Linked DNA regions of Gossypium hirsutum: region 1 is linked to region 2. A link is a contact called in public Hi-C data. All regions are on one chromosome and are shown on one strand. Each heading gives the region's core, a stretch centred on a gene start, on an enhancer-like site or on the middle of the called end of the contact. The rest is flanking DNA. Distances are from core to core; before and after follow the strand shown.

Evidence for each region. A called contact is a pair of places that touch in the nucleus more often than the background predicts.
Region 1: a contact with region 2 is called in a Hi-C map of hypocotyl, with 3 times the contacts expected there. The contact joins the promoter of LOC107894985 here to the enhancer-like site in region 2. A contact is called at or near these places in 9 of 34 Hi-C or Micro-C datasets (callus, hypocotyl and leaf).

The regions. Positions count from the first base shown.
Region 1 is chrA13:52,919,957-52,922,715 of Gossypium_hirsutum_v2.1, forward strand. LOC107894985 reads left to right here and starts at 1,427. Exons shown (of 5, transcript XM_016820151.2): 1 at 1,427-1,788.
Region 2 is chrA13:52,667,782-52,670,565 of Gossypium_hirsutum_v2.1, forward strand. No RefSeq gene overlaps it. Among protein-coding and RNA genes, the nearest start is that of LOC121213189, 33 kb to the right of the region's middle. Within about 2 kb of position 1,345, at least 4 of the 9 cell types and tissues checked have an H3K27ac peak or open chromatin away from gene starts, as enhancers often do. A contact at or near this core is called in hypocotyl and leaf, where this site is marked.

The DNA.
Region 1 (2,759 bases), core at 177-2,676, 250 kb after region 2:
TTTTAATATTTTACTATACTCATAAATTTTTATAATCCTAATTTTAATTTAATTTTCATCACCTAATGAATGCTAATAAATTTATTTTAAATGTATTTTAACTAGATAGATAATCTATTTAAAAATAGTATATAATTATGTTAAATAAGTTTCTTTTATAGAAATATATAATATACATAAAATATAATAATTATTTTTCATATTTTTATATCTAAATTAAATTACATTAGTAGTCACTTAACTACGATTTTTTGGCTATTGAATTATGAAAACTTACAAAATGATCACTCATTTAGTAATTTTTTAAATATTTTACCATACTTATTTTATATTTTATAATTTTTTTACTTGTGGAGTTTAAAAATTGTATTTATAATGTAACAAATATTAACTTTTTGTAAAAAAAAAATTAAACTCTATAAGTAAACAAATATAAAATATAGTGTAGCCTTTAATTTTATGTTATTAGTTAAAAGGGGAAGAAATCCTACATTATCTAAGAACAAGTTGTAAACCTATTAATGAGTCTATATATACATATATCTCACATCCTACATTGCTTAAAAAAAAAAGAGAAATAAGACTTTGGTCTATATAAAGATCTGTCAGCAAAAATAAAATAGTGTTACCACTTTGGGTCTTTGTAAAGGCTTATTTTCGTAAATTTTCAAAAAAATTATCTATTTTTATAATATTTTTAAAAAATGACATTTTTTTTAAAATTTAATTTGAGCACAAACAAAAGTACGCTTACATCAGCGCATTTTTCTAAAATTCTTCCTTAAAATGCTTTCATGTAGGTACATTTTGATTTTTTTTAGCCCATTATGGTAAATAAAGTTTATAGGCTTTTTTTAGTAAAATATTCATTATCTTGTTTAATTTAAAATCACAAAATTGCTCCTCAAATATATAACTATTATCGTTATCACTTGTTACTATTTTTTTTTCTATATCTGGGGAGGTTAATGAGATTAATTGGGATACAACTTAGGCTTTTATGTTTATAAATAATGTTATTATATGATTTTTTTTTCGTATCGTTTGTACTAATTGAATTTTTTTCTCTTTTATAATTTATTTTAATGAAATAATTTTGAATGTAAAATCTAAAATTGGTCATAAAATAGATTTAGATATAAAGTATGTTTTTTTGCTTGTCAATGGGTATCGATCTAATGTACTAATCATCAAATTATTACTTAGAACTTGTTAACCGAAATTTTTAAAAAAAATTTAATCTAGTAACTTAAATAAAAAAATTTCAAATAATTTAATAATTTAAAATTTAATCATATATATTTTGAAACTTTTGGAAGATAGGAATAAAAATGTAAACTTAGATAACCTGGGTGTGTATATTTTTAAAAAATTAAAATTAAAAGTCAACGTAAATATAATTAAGGGGTAGATGTAAACCCGATTCAACGTCTGATCCATAGGTTGTAAAATGAAAAGTGAAAACCGTTGTCGATGATTAGTTCTCAAAGGAAGAGAGGGTCTGACTCGCAAAAAGTGGGGAGGATGAAAGTAGCCAGGGGTGGGGTACCTAACAAACCTACACGTGCACGCGATATCACCGTCATCATCATCATCTTCACTCTATTCCCACTTCCACTTTAACCTTCCCTTTTTTTTTTGTTAGCCCTCTGCTGTTTTCGATACTAAATAGCTTCTCCGGCGAAAAACAATATCAACTTAACCATTTTGACTTTGAGGAACAGAGCTAAGATTCTTGTCAGGTTCGAAAAAAACGAAGTCAAAAGGGAAAAAGAGAGAAAAAAAAAGGTAATGGTTTTTTTCCTTGTATTTGTAGTTGTTGCTGTTTGGTTGGAAAGAAAATTTGTTTTTTTTTTTAAATCCTGAGAAAGTGAACAGGTAAAGTGGTGTTATCAGTTTGGTTAATTTAGTTCTACAAATGGGAATGGGGAAAGTGAAGGAATGATGTTGGAGTCTCTCAGGCAAAAACCCAAATCCATTAAAATAATAATAAATATTGAGAGTGTTTGGTTCTCTCAGCCATTAATAACAGATAGTAGCTGTGGAGTTTTAATCTTTCGATAATTACAACTCACTCATTTCTTCATTAATTTACAATATTCCTCTGTTTTAAAACCCCCAAACCTTCTTCAAACTTGGGGTTTTTTTAAGCTTTGCTTTTAAAGCTTCTAAATGAAAAGATTGTTTCTTTATTATTTGCTTTGCTTCCTTTGAAGAGTGAAGACCCCAAAACTCCATAGGTTCTCCCTTTTCTCTAACCTTTATGCAGTGAAATATTGATGAAATTTTTATGTTCTGAATCATAAAGGTACAGCTACTATCATTTATTTTAATATATTTTCTTGAATGATTGTTTCTCTCTTTTGGGTTTTTGTATTTGTTGGGATCTGTTTCAGATCTCTGATATTCTCTCCTTTTGTTTTTTACTGCATCTTTTTCATCTATTTGATTTAAACCAATCTGTGATTTTTTTTCCTCTATAAATAATTGCTGTGGATTAGATCTAGTTAAAGGTATAAACACAACAGATGGCAGCTTTTGTTGGAAAAAAAAAAGGGGAAAAGGGTTCCTTTTGGGGTTTGAAAATCAATTTTAAACTTCATGTAAGCTTTTCAAAAAAGTTAAAAACTTTTCTCTCGTCTTTTTGTACATAAAACAGAAGATTCCCCATAGTGAAAAGGAAGTTTTTTTTTTTATCATGGAGCAATCTCTTGGTAACTATTTTTGTTGTATATAATTGGATAATTAGATTTTTGGTT
Region 2 (2,784 bases), core at 95-2,594:
CAAAAAAATCGTAATCTATTTTTGGAAATTATAAAAAAAATATTTTTAAAGTTATAAGTATCTGATACTTCAATTTTTTTTTGGAATTTTAAGTTTTTTAAGAAAATTTTAGAATTTTATGATTTTTTAAAGTTTTGTGGTTTTTCTTAATTAAAAAAACTCAAAATTCCTTAAAAATATTTAAAATTCATAAAAGTGCAAAAAAAAACCATAAAATTTTATGAAAAAAATAAAATTCTTAAAATTTTTCATAAAATTATAAAATTTTCCAAACTAAAGTTCTACTCAAACTAATTTTGTAATTTTTTTTTGAAGTTTCACATACGTATAATTTTTAAAAATATTTTTATAATTTTCAAAAATAGATTATGTGTTTTTAGTTTTTATAATTTTCTATGTTTTAATAACTTTTTTTGGATTTTGTAAAGTTTTTTTTTATATTTTTTAAAATTTTTAAGTGAACATTTTTCTTTCTTAACCTATCGTGCCATTTGTTAGTTAAATTCTTTTAATGAAAAATTGATTTGGGGTAAAGCGGATTATAGAGTTAAAATATAGGAGTTGAATTGATAATAAAAATAAAAATATAAAGGTTAAATTGAGAAAAATAATATATGTATCGAAGTGATAATTTAACTATAATACAAAAAGAAAAAAGGTATTAAACCTAAATATTTAGATATGTCTGACTTTAGGCTTTTGTTGCTGATGCAGCTGGAACATTTATGTATATGTACCGAGTAATTTCCTTTCCTTTTTTTGGAGGAAAAGAAATCATATAAAACGTAGTGGGATTTTCTTTTGAAATCAAGCTGCTAATATCCCTAATCGGCATCATCCATGTGATTCTAGTCTACGCTCTAGAAATGTCAAAATCCGACTGTAGATATTGTGGCCCTTCAGCCCAATTGGGAGCCGAAGGGCTTGCAAGCAATAGAAAATTGGCATTTTCTTATAGATGATCCCGTAGCCTTTCATTTTCTCATCGGCTGCTATTGCTTTCATTTTGTTTTCTTCAATCCAAGCCGTCCAATTGTTACTTAGCCCTATTAAATTTGAATTGGTTTATAATTATGCCAATTGTCAAAACATTATTTTAAACTTGTACTATCATATATAAATCCACCTTAATTGTTCCTAATATTTTATTATACCAAATCTTGACAAAATTAAGCATTGGCTTAAAGCAAGCTTCTTTCCAGCCAAAACTGATTTGGCAATAATAAAACTTGCACAATTAGCCAAGTATACTTTGGGGTGCCAGCGAGCAATCCTACGGCTACCAACTTACGACTCCTCAATAATTGACTTCATTACAACCGTCGGATCAAGCAGGACATACACACGAGGGTATGATTAATAAACATCCAACCAAACCAAACCACTGGTGCTCAACATATGACTTGGGAAACATTCATGGAGTTGTCTTTAGTCAGGTGACGACACTAAAATAATAAAATCTGAAAAGCCCCATAATCCAACGAGGAAAAAGGATAAAGTATGCAAAGTCATTTATGTGAGTTGTACAGTTGCCAGAAAACATATGAATCGGCCGACCAAGTCACCTTCAGATATTAAGTTTTTGTCCATTTGTCATTTTATGTTTGTTGGAATTGAATGAGACCCAACAAATTAGATGATAGCAGATTTTGTCCCTCCCCGCACACGCTTAGTTGTCCAATTCTCACTAGAAAGATTGTGTATTCTTGGCTGGTTTTGTCGTCTTGTATAGAATTTGGAAGATAATTGTTTCTTAGTTTTTTTCATAAGAATTATGATGGTTTTAGTGCTTGAAGATGTTCAAAATTGCATCTTAAACCTAGTGTAAACTATATTTAATGTCATTAAACTATTAGTAAGTTTATGTTTGGTCACTCAAATTCACAAACTCACAAAATGGTCACTAAACTATTGAAAAGTTTTCATTCAAGTCACTAAACTATTCAAAAGTTATTATTTAAGTCACTAGGGTTTTAAGTTTTTTTTAAAGTCCAACTAGCGAGCTCCAAGCCATGATTCAACGCTCGATACGGTGGATCAATGCTGATCGACAAGTGGAAGAACATACCTTAGGTCCAAGTTGATCTAACGATTAGTTTTGGAGATCAGAGAAGAAAGTTGTTTGCATTTTGGTTCACATATTAGTGACATTCAAAGCCATTTTAGTAAAAAAAAATTGAACAATAAAAGAGACGAGGAAGGAGAGCTTTTGATTTATGTAAGCAATGCGAACAAAGAAAACCATACAATAGCAATTTTAACAACCCAATGACTTATATGAAAACTTTTGAACAGTTAAATGACCATTTTGTAACTTTTTGAAGTTGGATAACCAAAATATAAAGTTACTAATAGTTTAGTGACCTTAGTGTAGTTTACCTTTTATTATACTTATACATATACACATACATATACATACATCATATCTATTAAAAAAATACACATTCATGATAAATATAGCTATATTGATAAATTTAATAGTAATTATTAAAATATTAACAATACAAAAAGCTTTAAAATAGACATGCTTAAGGAGCAAGTAGGTAATAGACCTAGCTTGAGTCATAGTCAGCCCGTGAGCAAAGCTACCCAAAGCACAACAACATGTTTGGAATGGAGTGAAGACAAGAAAAACAAGCCACGATGTTGGCGGAACATCTCATAAGACTCTAGAAGTTCGAAGAAGGGACTGGATTCTAAAAGCTCTATAACTCTCCACACTTGAATAACATTTAATAGGATAGTTGGAAAAGTTCTAGAGGATAAATTTAGGTCGTCCATTAA